Linked DNA regions of Mus musculus: all the other regions are linked to region 4. A link is a contact called in public HiChIP or PLAC-seq and promoter capture Hi-C data. All regions are on one chromosome and are shown on one strand. The core of a region is the stretch at or near the end of the contact, and the rest is flanking DNA. Distances in the headings are between cores, read along the strand shown.

What was found. Promoter capture Hi-C pulls out the DNA fragments that hold promoters and counts their contacts. HiChIP or PLAC-seq counts read pairs in DNA pulled down with a chosen protein or histone mark.
Region 1: a contact with region 4 is called in an H3K4me3 HiChIP or PLAC-seq map of craniofacial prominence, with 4 times the contacts expected there. The contact joins the enhancer-like site here to the promoter of Supt3 in region 4. A contact is called at or near these places in 3 of 39 promoter capture datasets (cranial neural crest, frontonasal cranial neural crest and maxillary cranial neural crest) and 4 of 115 datasets of contacts at active chromatin or transcription factors (craniofacial prominence, embryonic forebrain, embryonic stem cells and 1 more).
Region 2: a contact with region 4 is called in a promoter capture Hi-C map of maxillary cranial neural crest, with 5 times the contacts expected there. The contact joins the enhancer-like site here to the promoter of Supt3 in region 4. A contact is called at or near these places in 3 of 39 promoter capture datasets (cranial neural crest, frontonasal cranial neural crest and maxillary cranial neural crest) and 2 of 115 datasets of contacts at active chromatin or transcription factors (craniofacial prominence and stem cell-derived neural progenitor cells).
Region 3: a contact with region 4 is called in a RAD21 HiChIP or PLAC-seq map of pro-B cells, with 4 times the contacts expected there. The contact joins the enhancer-like site here to the promoter of Supt3 in region 4. A contact is called at or near these places in 3 of 39 promoter capture datasets (the C10 cell line, hippocampal neurons and pre-B cells), 1 of 15 datasets of contacts at CTCF or cohesin (pro-B cells), 1 of 484 Hi-C or Micro-C datasets (nephron progenitors), 3 of 115 datasets of contacts at active chromatin or transcription factors (embryonic stem cells, large pre-B cells and pancreatic cancer cells) and 1 of 9 other capture datasets (macrophages).
Region 5: a contact with region 4 is called in a promoter capture Hi-C map of frontonasal cranial neural crest, with 6 times the contacts expected there. The contact joins the enhancer-like site here to the promoter of Supt3 in region 4. A contact is called at or near these places in 3 of 39 promoter capture datasets (cranial neural crest, embryonic stem cells and frontonasal cranial neural crest) and 7 of 115 datasets of contacts at active chromatin or transcription factors (craniofacial prominence, embryonic stem cells, forebrain and 3 more).
Region 6: a contact with region 4 is called in a promoter capture Hi-C map of the 3T3-L1 cell line, with 15 times the contacts expected there. The contact joins the enhancer-like site here to the promoter of Supt3 in region 4. A contact is called at or near these places in 11 of 39 promoter capture datasets (the 3T3-L1 cell line, 3T3-L1-derived adipocytes, the C10 cell line and 7 more), 2 of 15 datasets of contacts at CTCF or cohesin (the NIH/3T3 cell line and pro-B cells) and 9 of 115 datasets of contacts at active chromatin or transcription factors (acute myeloid leukemia, embryonic basal ganglia, embryonic forebrain and 6 more).
Region 7: a contact with region 4 is called in a promoter capture Hi-C map of second pharyngeal arch cranial neural crest, with 7 times the contacts expected there. The contact joins the enhancer-like site here to the promoter of Supt3 in region 4. A contact is called at or near these places in 7 of 39 promoter capture datasets (the 3T3-L1 cell line, cranial neural crest, embryonic stem cells and 3 more), 2 of 15 datasets of contacts at CTCF or cohesin (large pre-B cells and stem cell-derived epiblast-like cells), 9 of 484 Hi-C or Micro-C datasets (the N1E-115 cell line, cardiomyocytes, cerebellar granule neurons and 6 more), 24 of 115 datasets of contacts at active chromatin or transcription factors (the 230-238 cell line, T-cell acute lymphoblastic leukemia, acute myeloid leukemia and 15 more) and 2 of 9 other capture datasets (adipose tissue and pancreatic islet).

What each region holds. Positions count from the first base shown.
Region 1 is chr17:44,326,386-44,329,085 of GRCm38.p6, reverse strand. No RefSeq gene overlaps it. Among named protein-coding and RNA genes, the nearest start is that of Clic5, 140 kb to the right of the region's middle. Within about 2 kb of position 1,290, at least 21 of the 459 cell types and tissues checked have an H3K27ac peak or open chromatin away from gene starts, as enhancers often do. A contact at or near this core is called in craniofacial prominence, where this site is marked.
Region 2 is chr17:44,308,790-44,311,489 of GRCm38.p6, reverse strand. No RefSeq gene overlaps it. Among named protein-coding and RNA genes, the nearest start is that of Clic5, 120 kb to the right of the region's middle. Within about 2 kb of position 1,424, at least 4 of the 459 cell types and tissues checked have an H3K27ac peak or open chromatin away from gene starts, as enhancers often do.
Region 3 is chr17:44,349,232-44,351,931 of GRCm38.p6, reverse strand. No RefSeq gene overlaps it. Among named protein-coding and RNA genes, the nearest start is that of Clic5, 160 kb to the right of the region's middle. Within about 2 kb of position 1,296, at least 60 of the 459 cell types and tissues checked have an H3K27ac peak or open chromatin away from gene starts, as enhancers often do. A contact at or near this core is called in pro-B cells, where this site is marked.
Region 4 is chr17:44,775,780-44,778,479 of GRCm38.p6, reverse strand. It overlaps Supt3 (SPT3, SAGA and STAGA complex component), which reads right to left and starts at 1,314. Exons shown (of 12, transcript NM_178652.3): 1 at 1,052-1,314. It also overlaps a transcript of Runx2 not described here.
Region 5 is chr17:45,192,513-45,195,212 of GRCm38.p6, reverse strand. No RefSeq gene overlaps it. Among named protein-coding and RNA genes, the nearest start is that of Gm35097, 47 kb to the right of the region's middle. Within about 2 kb of position 1,347, at least 15 of the 459 cell types and tissues checked have an H3K27ac peak or open chromatin away from gene starts, as enhancers often do.
Region 6 is chr17:45,277,935-45,280,634 of GRCm38.p6, reverse strand. No RefSeq gene overlaps it. Among named protein-coding and RNA genes, the nearest start is that of Gm41582, 16 kb to the right of the region's middle. Within about 2 kb of position 1,409, at least 11 of the 459 cell types and tissues checked have an H3K27ac peak or open chromatin away from gene starts, as enhancers often do.
Region 7 is chr17:45,241,274-45,243,973 of GRCm38.p6, reverse strand. No RefSeq gene overlaps it. Among named protein-coding and RNA genes, the nearest start is that of Gm41582, 21 kb to the left of the region's middle. Within about 2 kb of position 1,328, at least 22 of the 459 cell types and tissues checked have an H3K27ac peak or open chromatin away from gene starts, as enhancers often do. A contact at or near this core is called in the N1E-115 cell line and second pharyngeal arch cranial neural crest, where this site is marked.

The DNA of each region.
Region 1 (2,700 bases), core at 41-2,540, 450 kb after region 4:
GTCCAGGTCCCAGAGCCCATGTCGGGTGGCTCCCCACTACCTGTAACCCCAGTGTGACTCCCAACTACCTGTAACTCCAGTGACTCCAGCTCCAGGGGGTCTTATTTTGATGTCCTGTTCTGGTCTCCAGAGACATTGACACTCTTGTGCACATTGCGCACACCTATAGACATACACGTGTAGACATAAAAAAAAAAAAACATACAAAACCAAGAACTCTGCTGCTCCCAAGGAGTGGCATCCACACAGGTTCACTCCTTTTGTTGAGAAGGTAACTGGGCTCACACAGCACATTCACCAGGAGAAGGTCTGGACCATATTGAGATCATTTGGAAGACTCCTTCCAACAACAGGCAGATGAATGAGATAGGGAAGATGTCGACAGTTGAATAATGTACTAATTTACAAGCAAGTTCTATATCCAGATCCCTCATGGAATGACAAGAGGACTCATGTCAGTACAGGTGCAAATGGTTCCTGATGACACGTGACCAACTTCTACCTTGTAGAACACTTTAAGAAAGCAACTTAGAGGAATATACTCAAGAGTTTGTTTATAAAATATGCAAACGGTGAAGTGCTTGGGAGGGAAATTAGTCCTCAGCATACGAGTGGGCTTTGAAAACATTATTATTTAGCTAATGTTCAGGTTCTAACAATAAACACTGTTTATCATGGTAAGTTTTCAGAACACTGCTCTCCATGCGATCAAATCACAAACACTCCCTGCTCCTCTACCTTGCCTTCCCAAACCTCTTGCAATACTCTGCTCCCCTGGCACGGAACCAGCACCATAGACGCAGAACAAAGACAGAGCCCTCCTTCTCAAAGCCCCAACTGTAAAATTAACAGAGGAATAAAAAACAGCTGGTGAAACATGATAGCCATGATTCTGAGCCCGTGAACCTGAAAAGATAGTTTATTGTGGAAGACAAACAAAATCTGTGTTCGGTTTGATCTAGTGCGGCATCCACCGTCAGAAGCTGTCCGCTCACATTTTGAGAGTCCCGGGCTTGGGGCAGGCTGTACAGACGCCATAAACAAAGAACATAAAGGATCACTTTCCATCGTAATTTGACAGTAAACAGTACTAATTTGACTCTGTAGCTGTTTATTGATATGTGGGGGTGGGGTGGGAGTGTTGCTACTCACTAGAAAGAACAGTAGCCAGTGTATTGGGGCAGAATTGCTCATAAGATGGCAGGAGCCAGGCTGTCTTGATTCTCTCCGTGTAAGAAGAACACAATGTAAATTGCTGCTCATGTGGTTTCCATCTGGCAGCCGGACCAGCCAAGTGAGCCCCTAGCCTTCAGCCCCAAGAGGAGGTTCTCTGTAGTGGCTTCATCCTGATTTGTCTTAGGAACTGCCAGTGGCCTTCCTGTCAATCATTTATCATTTAGAAGAAAGCAGGTCTGGCCCAAGGCAAGATGCTTTATTCTCTCACTGACTCATTTTACAAATGTTTGGTAAGTGCTACTACGGGCCAAGAGTTGAACAATAGATTGGAGGTAAAAAAAAAAAAAAAAAAAAGATGAGGATTAGCCATGCCTCTGTGGTCTTTACTTCTGGGCTAGAGAGAAAGAAAGCTGCATACTGACAATGATCACACAGTAAGGTAGGCACAGGAGTGGTGGCACCCTGAGTCACCAAGGAGCCAGGCTGGTTTAGCTCCCATAAGAATATTGCATGAATCAGCCACACAGAACCTGGCAAATAGTATAATGGATTCAAAATCTATGGCTCCCTTCTTCTCTCCCTCTTTTTCTCCTCTCTCCCCCTCCCTCCCTCCCTCTCTCCTTCTGTCCCTCCCTCCCTCCCTCCGTCGCTCCCTCCCTTCTATGGTGATTTGAATATGTTTGGAAATGTGGCCTTGTTGGAATAAATGTGGTGGTGGGCTTTGAGACCCTCCTCCTAGCTGCCTGGGAGTCAGTCTTCTCCTGGCTGCCTTCGGATAAAGATGTAGAACTCTCAGCTCCTCCAGCACCATGCCTGCCTAAATGGACTGAACCTCTGAACCTGTAAGCCAGCCCTAATTAAATGTTGTCCTTTATAAGAGTTGCTTTTGGTCATGGTGTCTCTTCAAGGCAACGGGAACCCTAACTAAGGCACCTTACTTCCCTTTTCCCTTCACTGAATACCGTAGGCTGTGGCATCACAGGGTAGATTCAAAAGCTGTGGTTCTCTCTCTCCTTCTCCCCCCATCTCTCCAGTTCTTCATCTCTCCCTTCATCCTTCTCTTTCCCTTCTTTCCGTCCTTCTTAGGTGATTCTATTAAGGACAAATACTCCAGATGCCTTGGCATAGTGTTTTCCATGATTTATCTCCATCAGCCCTCCTTCCCTCTTCATCAGTCTGTTGTTACCAACATCACTATCTCACCAACAAAGAAACTACACTATACAGGTTGCATTTCATTCCTGGAGCTGTGCGACTCATAAACTAGGAAGCAGGGAGCAGAACCAAGAGCCTCCATATACCACGGTCTTTATAATACTGTGTATTTAATGTGTTCAGAGATCATGGATCTTAGCAGGCCTTCATGGATAGCAATCATTGTTGCCATATTATATTTTAGTAAAAAGGTGAAGCTTCTCAAAGAATATAGCTATCCTGGTAGTTCATTATATTTTACATCTCTAATCTGCCTATAGAAAATCAAACTTCACTTTGGCTGGTGCTCAGAGTCTTGTAAGAACAAAC
Region 2 (2,700 bases), core at 175-2,674, 470 kb after region 4:
ACACTGTTAATATTGTTAGCATAATATTGTATATATGGTCATTATGTATGTATATGTAGATGATGCATATGTATATGTATATGCATATGTGTGTATGTATGTGTGTGTGTGTGTGTACGTGCACATGTACATGTATATGCATAATGATCCTGCAAATGTTGAGCTGGTCAGAATGACTGACTCACCTAAGCTGCCCTTATGGCCTTGTGGTTCCTCCTGTCTGGAAAGTTCTCTCCTCTTTGCTTCTCTTGTGTGACCCCGCTATCCCCACAAGGTCCGTCTGTCCTTCAGGACTCTCAGTGAAGCTTCTCAACTCTTTCTCCATCCTTCTGAAGCCCTTCCCCTCCTGTCCCAAGGGGGCCCTTAGGGAAAATTGCTGTCTTTTCTAAGGTGATTTTAAAGTGTTTCAGAACAAGAAATGGATTGGAGAGAGTAAAGCTTATTGGATCCCAACAGCAACTGGCCAGGTGCTATCCTATGGTGTGATTTGCTTTTTTTGGATTCTCTGGCCCTTTGTCCATGGGGAGGGGGTGGTGGTCAGAAGACTTCTTCCTGGGTTCCCCCAACAGGATCAGGAAATAGAGAAAGACACAAAAACAAACCAAAGTGGTCACCCTGAGCTGTGATTACATGCTACTTTTTCCTAACCTGAAACATTTCCTTTGCCAATTGTTTGGCCAGGAAACATTTCAGCTCTGTTTAAGGAGATGGAAAAGAAGGTAAGTCGAGGGAGAGAGAGGGAAAGAGAGAGAGAGACAGAGACAGAGAGAGACAGGGACAGAGAGAGACAGAGAGACAGAGAGAGAGAGACAGAGAAGGGTGGAGTTTGGGAGATAGTTTGAAGATTTAAAAAAATGTAACAAAAAAGGAAGAAAGAAAAGAGTGCCGAGTGAGGAGTGCAAGGTAATGCAAGAGGCTGTGGAAGGAATATGGGAGAGACTCCCCCAGACACCGTGGGCACATCCATTCATGTGCGTGTACAGCCCACAACTATGTTTGCACAAATCTATCAGGGATATCAAGAATGTTATAATGATACTCCTTCACCCGTGGCTCTCATTTTAACCACTGTAATAAGCAAAACGCACAGCACACATTGCTGGCCCTGAAGGCTATAATTTTCTCTGAGGAGAAATATTGCAAAAAAGGAAAAAAGGGAGAGAGAGAGAGAGCAAGAGAGAAGAGAAGAAAACATGATATTTTGTTCAGATCCTAAAAAAAGCATTTTTCCCCTTTCTCTGTTGCTCTTTCCTTTCATTAAACTGTCCTTAAGTGCTTTTAGAGAAAACTAAGTAGGCCACAATTCTGGGCTGTTGACTGAAAGATTATAAGTCTGGGAGACTTCTGGGATGACCGGAGAGAGGCCCAGGTCCCTTTCCTGAAACCCGGAGACCCATGGGGGCCGTGCCAGCTGCGGCTAGATTCCTCACACTGAAATGATTTCTTATTTTGAAGGGAAATCGGGGACATTCTTATCCCTATTAGTCTTAGGAGAACTTGGGCCCCTGCCAGATTTTATTGGAAAATTGCAACAAAGGAATTAGAGATAGCAGGTCCTTATATTTGGAGGGTTATGTGAGAGGCATATCGAAACCATATTTATTTCCAGATCAACTCTGCTCCTGGGGCTCAAGTATATTTTCTATGTTTTGAATATTCACATTTCCTGTAACTCAGACCCTTCTGGTTAACTATTCTCTCTCTGTCTCTCTGTTTCTCTCTCTGTTTCTCTCTCTGTTTCTTTCTCTGTTTCTCTCTCTCTTTCTGTGTATACATAAGATGCAGTTAGTAAGTAGCTTAAGGGGGGAAGTTACTACAAAGACATGGGTGGGTCTTGGGCCACTGGGAGTTTCAATTTCTCTAGAAAAAGCATGGGTCTAGCTGGACCCACAGGTGATTGGGCACATGAAGGGACACCAGGGGAGACATATCACATCCAGGATGTAGAACCTATTGACAATGGGACAGAGACTGTTTATTCTCAAAACACAATGGTTATTACTATAAGCCCAATTTAAAAAAATGTGTGGTGCCAATGCCAGGATATGGCTATTTAGATTAAAGCTAGCCCAAGATAAATGGTGAAATGGTGACTGGGCTCTGAACTTGTAACATCCCAATGTTTCTACATCACTAAATTTTTAATCAGTCAATCAACCTTTGCAGACATGAATTATTTTCAGAGATGCTTATTCACAGAATGTTTCTTTGATGTTCTGAATGGAGTCAAGTTGACAATGGAGACTGTTTCTCTGTTTCCTCAGTTCTCCATTCTGACCGACTGGTGTGAACTAGATTGTGAAAAAACCCCTGAAGAGTAAGAAAAATGGCTCTAGACAGAGAGGCTAGTCTGAGACAAGGATACTGGTCTTACATTCTTTTTTGACCTAAGTGGGTTCCATGAACTGAGATGAGCTTGAGAGACCAGTTAGACAAAGAGAAGAGAGAAAAAAAATCTATTTGGAAGAGATGTGAGATAGATACCTTGAATTCTTTTCTTTATAGTCATAAATTTTACTACATTCCACACTATTGATTTTTACACAGCCAAGGAACAGACAAAGCCATGGCAATTTCTACTTTATTGTATATATGGTGCTGGTTCAATAAACTTTACATTGTTTTCCAAAGTTATTTCTCTTTACCCACTAAAAAAATGGAGACAAAAGATATGTGGACATTTATTCAAAGGCAAGAGAA
Region 3 (2,700 bases), core at 47-2,546, 430 kb after region 4:
CGAGTGCTGTGTTCTCAGCTTCACAGATGAATGAACAGAGGCCCCGGAGGTTCTGTGGCTTGTCTGGGGTCACTCAGCTGGTACTAGAGAGGCTCCTTTAGAACCCAGACACCAGTGCCAGCAGCTGTGGGTCTTTGGGGTGCATTGACCCGTTTCAATGCAGGCACTCAGTCGGCCCTGATGTGGGCTTTAGGCAGGCTCTGTGCTCAGCTGCGCAGGCCTCCCCTGCAGAGAAGAGGGTCCCAGTAGCTGTCATTTTCTGGACAGAGAAATACGATTCTTGCTGCTCGATGCAGAACAACAGTAATTATGAGAGTCTGGGGGGAAGTGAGAACTAAGAGCAGGAGGGACAGTTAACAACTGCATTGACATACAAATTATTATTTTTGGTAACACACAGCATTTCCTCTGATGAGTCACTGAACACATCCGTCACAAACAGACATACTTCTCAAAATAAAATAAAATAAAATAAAACCCAACAACCCAGCCTGAACTCTAATGATGCTTCCCAGAAGCAGGCAGAGTTGAGAAAGACACTGACAGCAGGTGAGGATAGACCCACTCTTAGGAGATAAGAGGAACGAATCCTCTTCTTGTTCCTTTTCAGGCACTTCCCCCAAATTACAGAGAAGACACTGGAAAGTCTAAGAAATGCAATATATACACCTGAGAGGCTGGATGGTGTTTGAGTTGTTCCGAGTCTGCTTTGCAGGACAGATCTGGAAAGATGTGGGGCTGGGAGGAGGAGTCTGCCTTTTCATCTTTTCCAACTTCATTCCCATTGCAGGAACTATCTGCCTGTCTGACAGCCCCTGAACTACAGAGTTGGGCATTCCCACTAGTGGGGAACTTGTGCCTTACTGTACAGTGTGTTTTTCTGAGTATTTTGCTTGTGTGATGGCGGGGTGCCCTAAACTCCACCTGTCAGTTCTGGTCTCTTCTCGAGAGAGACACGCTGTGCCAACTCTGTCAGTATCACAAGAACCTGTAACCAAACAAATTGGCATAGCTTTCTGGCTCTTAAAGTCAGGGTGTCCTGATGTTTGGCAGTAGGAGTCCTCTTACGCTCTCTCTCTCTCTCTCTTTCTCTCTCTGTGTGTGTGTGTGTGTGTGCTCGCGAGCGTGTTCTAGCTTTGTACTACAGGGTCTTCTTTTAGAGTCACGTGACCTAGTCTAATGTGCAGGCTCTCTCACCCAGACACCAGGTGAAGGCACTCTGGTCAGCTTGAGACTGGTGAGCATGGCTCTGGTAGGCTTTGCCTGTAGCCTCCCCTCCGCAGCCTGAAACCTGTTTGCTCAGGTTTCTCTGTTTGCATTGGGGTGGAGCTTGCCGCTTAATCGTTCTGCCACGCCCACTGCTGGAGCCTGCCACTTTGCTGTTCTGGAGCCATACACGTGGTCACCCTGCAACTGGACTCCAGGATTATTTGGTGGGAATTAACCCTTTCCCCCTGCTTCATAACTCGGTGCACGAATTAGTAAAATTGAGCTTTGATCAGAATCCTGTTTGACTTGGCTCCGTTCTTTCTTCCGTCTGTCTAGTTCCTTTCTTTCAGCTCGAGCTGCCATCTCAGTTCCTCGCGAGCAGCTGGTCTGCCCGCAGCACTTGCCCTTCTCTCACATTCTCGCTTCCTTGCTAAAATCCACTAGATGACATTTCTAAAGCCACCTATGAAGGTCGCTTTCTTTATTTGGCCACTTCCTCCTCCTAAGGTTGACTACCAAGGTCCAGCTATCAAAGTATTGAAGTCCAGCAATCAAAAGCCCCCTTTGGCTCACCTAATTAACATGCCCAATTAAAACTGAACACCTCATCTGAACACAGGGCTTCCCTTTTACCTTTATAGACCTTATTTTCCTATGGCTCCTCTCTATCCAGAGGCAGTCCTTTGTCCTCCCTCTACATGGTTCCCTTCCCCTTCTCTCTCATCCTCTGTCTCCTGACTTTGTCTCTTATCCTCTGCCCTCTGACCCTCTGGGCTAAATAAATCTCCTGACGGGTTTGTTTCAAGGGCTTCATACATTACTGCCCACTAAGTGTCAGCACAGGGTCTACCTAGCGAGTAGCTTGTGACTGGTTTATGGGACATTCTTTATTAACCATTGGTGTCTGTGTGGAGGCATTCATCATCCTGCTGCTTGCTGGCAGGAGCAGCAAGAGAATCTTAGGAAGATATCGAACCATCGCCGATACCTTCCATCCACTCCCCTCAACTTTCCACCCCTCTTTCCCTTAGAGGTCTTGTCCCAGGGGAACTGTTCCCCAAATCACCTGTGTGAGATAATTGTGGCTTAGAGTACTTCACTTTCCAAAGGGACCAGAGACATCCCAAACTCTTCAAATTCCAAAGTTGTGACTAAGGTTCAAGGGTGACATCTCAGGTGGAGCTGTGGGTCAAAGATCAACATTCTGGAAGCAGCCTTTACACTTCGTGCTAGACTCACCACCAGGGCTATGGGTTGGGTGTGTCAATGGACAGATATCTTCTTGCAGATGGTGTGTGTGTGTGTGTGTGTGTGTGTGTGTGTAGTGTCCACACAGGTGTGGAAGCCAGAGGTTGATGTCAAGTGTCCTCTTCAGTGGCTCTCTGCAGTACATTTTGTGACAGGGTCTCTCACTGAATCTGGAGCTCAATAATTCGGCTAGCCTGGCTGGCTAGGGAGCCTCTGGTCTCTAGTTGTTTGGTACTGGGACTA
Region 4 (2,700 bases), core at 65-2,564:
TGCAATAAGCACCATGCCTGTGTGTCTACTTACTTACATTGTAATTAATTTGCTAACCAATTAAAAAATCAAGCTCATCAGAGCCACCTGCACCCGGTGGTTACCATATTGGTAGCCCATAGAGTATAGCATTTCCAGCTTGGCATAAAGTCCCCTTGGGCAGTGCAGCCGGAAAAGGGTGGGAAGCTTGCAATAGTATGGTTAAAGTAAGGTCTGGTTGTGCAAAACATTATCTTAGTAGTCATATTCCGCCTCGCTGGAACACGCAGAAATTCTACCAGTTGTTTCTTTCTTTAAGTAAATCTTTTAACAGTGAACTAACTCAAAAATACTGAGAACTCAGGTTTTATCCCAGATAAATATGTACTGGTTTCTTCCTGAGTCTACTAATTCCAAGGACATAAAGCTAATTTTAATCCGGGTGTTCAGTAACAACACTGCTACTGGGATCCTGTCTGACCGTCAAATATATTCCACTATCCCTATAACTCTTATCACTTGTCACATCAACTAGCCTGACTTCCAATATAGAAGGCAAGATGACAGACAATTTCCTTGGAGCTCAAACGTAATTAATCACAGCTGGCGTGATACAAGCTTTTAGCACACAGATCTTCTCCCATAAACCTGAGTTTTGAGCTAGGCTGCGATGATCCCCATCTATACCCCCCGACACCACCGGCTAAATGATTTATTTCCCCAGGGGTCCCAGAGGCGAGCTCTGACAGCAACATCTCTGTGTCCTCTGTCCCTCAGCCTGCATGCACACTGCACTTCCTTCCACTACCACTTCCTAGCTTCCTAGCTTGCCTTCTTGGAGGACTTCCCACCCATTTGGGTGACAAGCCTAAACGGTGCCTCTCCGCCCGGCCCCGAGGGCTCCCCTGCCTCACGCCCACCGACAACGGGGAGGAGCCACGGGGCACCCCACGCTCGGCGGCCTGCATCCGGCTGGGCCCGCAGCCCCGGGCCAGGCATTTGGCTGCCACGACGTCCCTCAAGTTCCCATGACCTCGCCCCACTCCCCGCCGCCCCCACGCGCCCCCACAACCTCTGCTTAAGACACGTGGAGGCACGGCTGCGCGTCCCGCGTGGAGAATGAGAGGGGACAGAGATGGCGCGGTGTCTGCGGCGGCGGCGGCCCCGGGACACGACGGGCAGGGGGGCGGGGAGTGGGGGGAACCAGAGATTGTAGAAAGGGAAAAGGTGACTGAGCTAGGCTGGAGGGGGTGGGGGTAAGATGGCGAGAGCGCCACTATGAGGGGCGGGGCGGGGGTAGCGGAGCCTGGGGTGACTAGAGGGACGGGCCAAGCCGTGCGGCGAGAGCGCATGCGCACCCGGCTGGCCAGCGCGCGCGGTCGCGGGCCTGCTTCTTCTACTTCCGCCACACTCCGGGGGCGGGGCTTCGCGCTCCCGCCTCGGCGTACGGAGCGGCCCGCAGCCACGCGGCGGAGCCTCAGAGCGGGAGTTGTGATGAGTCGAGTGAGCGATCTGGCAGAGGAGCTGGATTTGGCCTGTGGTGACTCTGCAGACCGTAGGAGTGAGCCCGAGGAGCTAGGATTATTGAGAGTCGGTGATCTGCACTGGGAGAAGGTCTATGCAAGCTTCTCTTCAGGGGTTGGTCAGGTGACCAGAATTGTTTCCAATGACAAAGGGGCGCAGAGTTAGGAAAGACTCTCTCCTCAGAGAAGCACTGTGTGAGGACTCAGTCCGTTCTAGGACCTGGGAACACCCACCTACCCACCCCTACCGGCCCTTGCGCAAAATCGAAAGCCTGTGAAAACTCATCTGCAAAGTTACCCCACCCCACCCCCGTTCCTTTCTACAAAGTTCCATTACTTTAAAAAGCATGCTTTAGTTAATAACTTTCACTATTGGGGAAGCTTTATAAACAAGCAGTGGTGATTTTTCCTTGCACCACTTATATTGAATTGTATGTATGACCTGTCTTCCCGTGTTTGATGGTTGCAGGTGTAGTACCTTAATGAACTGGAGACAATTGTGTGTGATGTTTTCACTCGGCTGTTTAGAAAAGAAAATATCCACTATCCTACCATTTCAAATATTATTTTTATTATATTATTTTTACTATTATTATTTATATTAGTCACTTTTTTCGCTAGGGTTTTACTGCTGTGAATAGATACCATGACCAAAGCAACTCTTAAAAGAACATTTAATTGTGGCTAGCTTACAGGTTCGGAGGTTCAGTCCATTATCAAGACAGGAGCATGGCAGCATCCAGGCAGGAATGGTGCAGGAGGAGCTGAGAGTTATACATCTTCATCTGAAGGATGGTAGTAGAAAACTGGCTTCCATGCAGCAAGGATGAGGGTCTTAAAGCCCACACCTACAATGACACACCTACTCCAACAGGGCCATACCTTCTAATAGTGCCATTCCCTGCGCCGAGCATATACAAACCATCACATTCACCTTTACCAGGTCTTTTCAAGCACTACTTACTTCATTAATGTCTTGCCTATGAATGTATGAGTTCTGAAATAATCCTATTTGCTGAGTGTCTTTAAAACAGCCATTCATCTGATCATCTCCTCTCTGGATTGCAATTGTCTTGTGCTTAGTCCTCTGTAACTGCCAGACACTTCAATATTTGCCAAATACACTTCCAAGAGTAGATTTAGGATGTGGAGGGTCAACATGAAGTGTAAGATCCAGGCTCACTCTGCCCAAAGCTGA
Region 5 (2,700 bases), core at 98-2,597, 420 kb before region 4:
CTGCCTTCCTGATGGATGGTTTACAGAGGCCCCGGATACAAGACAGCCTCTAATCATTCTCAGATGGCGCCTGCCAGGCCCCAGTGCTGGTGTTTCCTCCACACGCCTCTGCCAGAGGCGCTGACGGTGGCAGGGGCTGGACCCTCATCCCTGGGTTTTGGCCACAGCCAGATGCAGCAAACAGTGAGGCCCGTTGACACGAGAGGACCCCCTGACCACCGTGGAAATGAGCAGTGAAAGCCAGCACCCTCTTGCTTTCACACATGGCTGGGTTCCGGGTGGCTGGCTTGACCGGCCTCTCCCTGGGACCACCAAGGTATAAGTGCCTTCCTCCCAAATTAACCTTTGTCAGCAGTGCCCACGGCTATGCCCCTGAGGCTTGCTTTCAGGGCGGTGAGGTCCTGGCTGGGCATATGCACTCCCAACTTGAGAAAGCCTTTGGCCTTTCCTGTGCTATGCCTGTGGGCGGCTGGACCCGATATGGAGCCCCAGGACCTTCCTGACCCGAGGCAGGACATCCACTCTGAAGCCACTATTTCAGATAGTCTTTTGGAGTATGGATTGAGTGTTTCCGTGGATTGCCCTCAGCTGGTATAATTGACCCATCTGCCAGGACTACCCTCAGCCTGTTCTCCATCCCACGTAGCTCCAGATGGCCACCTGGAAAGTGTCTTCTGTCTCCTTTCCCTAACTGAAGGGAGCCTACAGTGTCTTGTTCCACAGTGGGGACTTGGCAGAATCGGGGGAGGGAGGTACCTGTTCTAATTGGGGGAGGTACAGATTCTAAAAACCCTCCTCCTCTTCCAGACTCCTTCTCCTTTTATGCAGTCTTGTGTGTATCCCAGGCTAGCCTCAAACTCACTACTTAGCTGAGGATGGCCCTGAACTTCCAATTGAGAGCCTGAGCAATGGGTTTACAGACAGTGAGTGACCACACTAATGTATGCAGTGCTGGAGATCAAACCCAGGGTGTCAGGAATGTTAGACAGGCATTTTACCTAGCAGGACTACATCCCCAGCCCCCCCCCCACCCCCCCATTTCAATTTCCATCCCTACCACCTTAGCTTCTCATTTGACTAGCATTTGATTATTTTAGCTGCCTGGGTCCTTTCTCCAGCCTGCATGTACAACGAGGAGACGGGAGCCTTTCTCTTTAAGGACCTTCAAAACAATTTTGTTCTTGTTGAATCTCTCTTTTACAAAACAAATATCATGATGAGGTGAACTAAACGAATCTGAAACAGATGGGTAAAATTTCCCTGAAATACACAGAATTTCAACCCAGAGGGGAAGGGTGGGGGCTGAAGGCATTTGGGGTTTTCATTTGAATGATGGAAGCAGTTCATCTGGGAGCCTCTGGGCCAACTCAGAGGAGCTGGACCGCCTCTGGGGGACACAGTTACCGTGAGCGTGCTGCTGATATCGGGTTTCTAAAGCCCAGCTTCTGAAAGAAAACAAGCCGTTCTAACTGACAGTGTATCTTCTCCTAACCATTCCCCTGCAGCACATGGCCCCATGGAAGATGGAAATTATTTTGGAGATAACCAGTTGCTGCCTTTGGCATCCACTCCATAACAGCTTGATGTGTGTGCAGAGGCCCTGATTGGTGGGGCGGGAGCGTGCTGAGCCCGGGAGGCAGACACATCAGTGGTTTCAACAAGAATGTGAAAATACAGAACTTTGTGACAAAGTTCCTTCGGGGCAGGCAGATCTCCCAAATCCGTTACAGATTTCTCTAAAATATGCAGGACTTCCATGCAGACGAGAGCGGTGTGTATTCCAAAGGCATATGGGACGTTGCTAGGCTCAAACCATGGAAACTGAGGAATTGGCGATAATGATAGGTTCCAGCAGTGGGCTCTGGGCTAGTTCTTGCTCTCCCTCTGAACCTGTAGCCCCATACCTCAGGCACATCAGCAGATGGCTGTGAAGAGCTGTCCAGAGGAGTGTCTGCTCTCTTGTGCCCTCGAGAATCCCCAAAGGGTCACTCTCAACATTCACGCAGGCCTTCATTCCCTCAGGGATTCCTCTGCCTCAGCAGATGTTAAAGTGAGTGTTTGGGGCTCACCCTTATGCTTGTCCAACCTGTAAGCCATAAGCTTTGCAGGATAGCTACAAATGTCACGCGGCCCAACACATTTGTAAATGACAAATTGTGTCTGGATGTCCCAAGATTGGAGACCCCTGACTCAGTATGTCTTAAGGTTAGTACTACATGGTGTCTTTTTAGATATTTTATCGCAGACCCAACCAGAGGCTTCTATTGAAACAAATCTAAGGCATGAATGCATATTGAACGCATCTCAAAGGAGATCTGTAGTGATCAGTATCTTCTCATCTCAGGAGCAGTGCATTTCCTCAGGATGCAAGTTTCCCACGTCTCCACCGCAAGTCCTGGGTAGCTAGGGGCCATAGGCAGCCCAGTATCTTCAGTGTGGAAGCCTCTGTCATATGGTTCTCCAGCTTTTCACATCACTATCTTTCCTGCCTTGCCACCACTCACCCCTCCACACAGCTTCCTTGAGGCTCAAGATGCAATTCAAATAATGCCATTTTCTGCTTCGGAGTGTTTAGTGGCCTCTTATTGTCAATAGAATCAACCCCACACTTCCCGCTGTTGGTCTTCTCCCTCAGCTCCTTCTCAGTGTCCTCTCTGTACCACCATGTGACTTCCCCAGCATCCAGGTCCCTGTCCACCT
Region 6 (2,700 bases), core at 160-2,659, 500 kb before region 4:
TGAGACCTAATGCAGAAAGAAGGCAGAGGCTATGGCTCACCCTCTCTTCCCAGGGAGGAGTGCAGCCTGCAAAATATAGCCTTGAATTTTCTGAAAGAAAAGAAGGAGAGAGAGAGAGAGAGAGAGAGAGAGAGAGAGAGAGAGAGAGAGAGAGAGAGAGAGAGAGAAAGGAAGAAAGGAAGAAAGAAAGAAAGAAAGAAAGAAAGAAAGAAAGAAAGAAAGAAAGAAAGAAAGAAAGGTCTAATTATAGAATGTACAGTTTTTCTTTCAAGAGGTACAGCCCAATTGCATTCTGGTAACAGAAGCAAAATTACAAATATGAGCAGGAAATGAAATTAATTTCAAAAAAAATCTGAAAGCACGGATTGTGGTTCTATCCTCCCTGCTTCCACCGTCCACTCCCTACCCCCACCCTCATCCTGGCCTGAGTTGACTGGTGCGGCTGGGTTCTCTGGGGCATGGTGATTAATAGGACAAGAATGAGGAGGTGTGAACTGATTTTGGACCTGAGCAGGGAGCTGGGAGAGGTTGGCATTAGCCTACTGGGATGTGTTTGCATTTTAAGTCCCCCAGGGTGACCACCTCCTGGACATCTCTGAGGGTGGGAAGTTGGAAGGATCTGAGGACCTTCCCAGAGAGCTTCTAAAAGCAGTTGTTTTTCTCCTTTTGCAGTGGTGCAAGCTTAAGCAGCTGCCACCAGGAGACTCAGGGTCCTTTCCTGAAGCTGGGACACAGAGGTGCTTGCTCCAGAACCCAGAGAACGCTGCTGGCTCTCAAGCCCCCCCCCCCAAAAAAAACCCGCTTCCAGGGAAGATGTGGATTGTCCCGAGTTCTGAGAAGCTGTATAAATTCTTCCCCTGGGCTAGTTTCTCCACTCAGCACAGAGAATCATTTAGCAGCATGAAGGATGGCTGCATAGCAATAAATAATCTTCAAATGGGGCAAGGCTGCCGTCTGGGAGGCAGAGCAAAGGCCACGGTGCAAAGCATCTGCTTTATCTGAATTTAAAACTCCAGACAGAGGCTGATTTCACTGTCATCCAAGACATGGATAATTAAAAACAAAGACATTTTAAAGAGGGATCTGAGGCGGCTTGCCCCTCCCCCTCGCTCCTTCTCCCCGCCCCTCCCTCCCCTCTCCATATCCTTCATCTCCACCTCCATCTCCTTTTCCCAGAAAAGGCTGGGAACACTCTTAAAAGCTAACATCATCCTAACGAGAGAAGACACGTTCTTGAAGAAAATCTGACTTATAGTTTACAGCTTTGTAAGAATTTCAGTCAAAAGACGTCCCAGGCTCAGGCACTCAGTCAAGGCTGCATCGTTTCAATGCTAACTTGGTATTCTGTGTGATTATTTCTTTTTACGACACTTGCAATTAAATGCAGATTTTATGCTGCCTCGTCTGACTGAAGCAGAGGCATTGGAACTTCTGGAAGCCATGGTGCACAGGCTTGTACACAGAGTCCTTGTGCTGGAGTCTGGAACACCATGCCCAGACATGCTAGCCTGGGGAATACTTCCCAGGACCCTCGAGGGCTTGAGAACTACTGTCCCCAAATCTCAGTCCCTGGAACTTGTTCTTCTGTACCTATATGTTACTCATTTGTGATGGTCGAAACTTTTCTCAACTGTAAGTTTTGGGGTAATGACTGTTCGTGTGCATGTGTGTGGTCCCTGGCCTTGCCCATGCCCGGTAAGTGATCAACCACTGAGCTACATCCCAGCCCTTGAGATGTTTCCAGATTTCAGAAATCTAGAAGGAAATACAATTGCATATGCTCCTGTATTTTGCTTTTGAAAGGAACCGTTCTCTCTGTGTACATATCTGTAAGCAGTGATCTCTCTCTCTCTCTCTCTCTCTCTCTCTCTCTCTCTCTCTCTCTCTCTCTGTGTGTGTGTGTGTGTGTGTGTATGCATGTGTGCATTTTGCATCTTGTTGGATCCTGGGAACAGACAGACAGAAATATCAATAAGATTGGTAGCAGGCATGGGTCTGATAGAGGCTGTAGAATGTGGCTCTTACTACATCAGAGAAAGATGGTAGGAAACTATAGAAAGATGAGTGCTCAAACAACCCTTGCGACCTTAGGGACCCAGCAGTTTTCCAGAACATCCCACATTGCTCTTCCCCCTGGCATGGCACGCCCTACTTAATCCTGCCTGTTCTAGGAGGATCTGAACCCCTTACACCTCCCAGATCTGTTTCAGAGGCACTAAAGTGACCTACGTAAGATCTGAATCCCCATCCCCTTAGCAGGCCAGCAGGAGAGGTGACAGAATAAGCCAGGCCTGGACTGGCAGAGGGACTCAGTCTGAAATCTGGCTGGCCTTTGATGTGGGGCCATGAGGATCTTGTTCTGCATCACTCAAGAGGCTATAGGGGCACAGCAGGTCACTAATGTTGGGGTCTGTGTCTTCCTGCCCACGCCTTCTGCAAACCTCAGCTTCTGAATATACTAGAAAGGCAACATCCAAAGCCCCCTACATCTCCTCCTAGAGGTTTCCCGGGACTCCCTCAGCCCTTGCCGCTGTAGTCTGTCACCCAGGCCTAGGAAGTGTTACTTGGGGACAAGTTTCCAGTGAAGGGAAGAAGAGTAACATCGCATCCTGGCAGGGCACTGAGGCAGGAGGTGTTGGGGCAGACCCCATAAGCCGAGTAGTGGACCAAGACATCAGCATCCCCATATGCCAAGGCATG
Region 7 (2,700 bases), core at 79-2,578, 470 kb before region 4:
TGGGGCCTGGAGGGACTGCTCAGTGGTTAAGCGTGTGTCCTGCTCTTGTCCAGGACCCAAGTTCAGTTCTCCATATCCATGTCAGGAAGCTGTAATTCCAGCTCCAGATGTTCCGATTCCAGATGTCCCAACACCCTCTTTTGGCCTCCTTCAACACCTGTACTCCTGTGCACATAACCATTCACAGACACAAATGCGTGCGCATAATTTTTAAGAAACAATAAAAAATTCTAAACCTTTTAAAGGCTCATTTTAAACTTTATTATTGAAAAATAACAAAAAAAAAAAAAGAACAACGCACCAGACTATAATTAATTGTAATTATTATAATTAATAAGGCTATAAAATTTTTGTTAAAGAAAGGAAGAGTGAGCTCTCTCTCATACACATAAGTATACACTCTTTTAAAAATGTAGTGAGCAAGAGGAAAATGTCTATTTGCACATCTGGCTTGTTCTTTAAATAGCTCATTCCAAGAAAGGAATATATTCACCCTGTCTTAATTTATGTTTCTACCTTTTTCTTCCAACAGGCCTGCAGGAGGAAGGAGGGAGGGGGCTGGCCCTCGCAGGGATTCGGCAATGGCCTTGGTATGCCGCTGCCTACACAGCAGTATTTAACCCAATTACAGGATAATAAGGGCTCAGACAAATTGTCTGCAAACAGATATGTCTATGTGTAAACCCTTGACTTTGGGAACATGTGTCTGGAGCCAGAGAAAAGGGGTGTGCTTAGCGAGAGAGCGCGTCAGCTCAGAAACCCTCCCCCTAAGTGTGGACACTCTTGAGTTCTGGACAAAAGGCTCTCCAGGTTCAGACTGCATGTTTGTTCTAAAACCACACACACACACACACACACACACACACGAGCATTTTAGTACAAGATGGAAAAATCTGTATCTTAGATTGTCCTGGGGGAAGGGGGTGCTGTACCCACCCTGAGATACTGAGGGACTCTGGTTGGCTCAGTGTGGCCCTCAGGTGGACTGCCATTCCTGGGGGGGCTGCCCAGTGACTCTCCTTCCCTTCCCTCTCAGAGAGTCTCCCTGATGTGATACCGACCTCAAACCATCCCTAAAGGCAATGGGCCAGGCTGGGCAGGGAGAGGGCAGGGAGGGCCAATTACAAAGGAACGGAAGCTTGTTTCAGAGTAGGATTCTCTGCCATCAGGCATCGGATGAAGAAGAGCTCCCCGGATTAGCAGACCTTGCCTTCCATCTACTGCAAAGCAGGAGCTGAGACAAAACTATGTGTCCCACACTATTCATAAGGTCCCTTGGGGGAGTAATAGAGAACGCAACTTATGGATCTGAAGGCTGTTCTCAGAGACTTGGAACTTTTCTGAAAATGAAGGTGACTGGAGTTCATTTTTCCCTAGCCCTTCACACCTAGAGGAGAAAGAATGTACACACACACTCAATGAAAGCAGGAAGCTTGCTTGCCGTGGCGATGGTGTGGTGGTACACTCGTGTGCGTGTGTTCCTGTATGCATGTGTGCATAGGCGTGGGCAGACATCCTCTCCCATTTTGCAAATTGCTAGGGTTCTGTTTAGTTTTTTTTTTAAAGGATTTGTTTTTGTTCTGTTTATGTCTGTATGGCACACGTGTGTGTAGGGAGGGAATGGCAGGCAGTTGGGAGGCACCCGGTATGGGTGCTCTAACCATTGAGCCACCTTACTCACCCCCGTGAGTTCTACTTACTCACAGTTAGCTGATTCATGCTTGCCTGCTGGTTATTTCCATCCCACTGTCTCTTGCTGCTGCTCCATGACAACTGTCTTCTCTCCACAGTTCGCTTGTTGGTTTATCAGACATGGCTGAGAGTTACCCACATGCAGGTGGTGGAAGGCTGCTTGCGTGTCCAGAGAAAGGAGTTCTGCCAACTTCAAGGTTCTTCTGAGGCCTGATGGAAGTGGGTCCTTTTAGTGGGACCTGTTAGTGATGCCTTAGCAACATTCCCTGTAAACTCCATCTTAAATCAGGATATCTCAGCAGGGCCTGGAGCATCCAGAGAGAGTTCCAGAGAACAGGCCCCGCTGCTTCCTCTCAAAATTCCCTACTTGGGCTAGGGACATAGTGCAGCCTGTACAGCGTTGGCCTAACGTGCACAGGGCCCTAGATTTGATCCCTAATATTGTCTAAGCCAAGCGTGGTGGAACATGTGTAATACCAGCACTTAGGAGGTGGAGGCAGGAGAATCAGGGTTTCAAAGTTACAGCAAGTTCAAGGCCAGCTAGGGCTAACATCAGACCCTGTTTCCCAACAAAAAACAGAAATAAAAACCTAAAAGCAACACCCGTGCTGATCAGAGCACATTATATACAGGAACGAGACCATTGTAATGAGAAGCCGTTATTTTTCATGATTAATATACACAAATGAATTTTTTTGACTCTCCTTCTGAACTCTACCAAGACGTTCCCACCTCTTCCTGCCTGCTTCTACCATCTAATTCAAGTACCAGAGAAAGAGAAGAAAGTACAAGGGAGAGGGAGTATTACAAGGGAAGGAATAAGGGCAGAAAGAGGATGCAGAGGAAGAGGAGCCAGGGTAGAGAGGCAGAGCAGGGACAAGCCTCCTGATGCTGGGGCCTTCAGAGGCTCATCAGATGAGGGGTCAGGCTCATGGGGCTTGGGGACCTGGAGTGGCGGTTGCCTGTCTGTGCCTCAATGCCTCCATCCTTAAGCCATTTTGCTGCCTG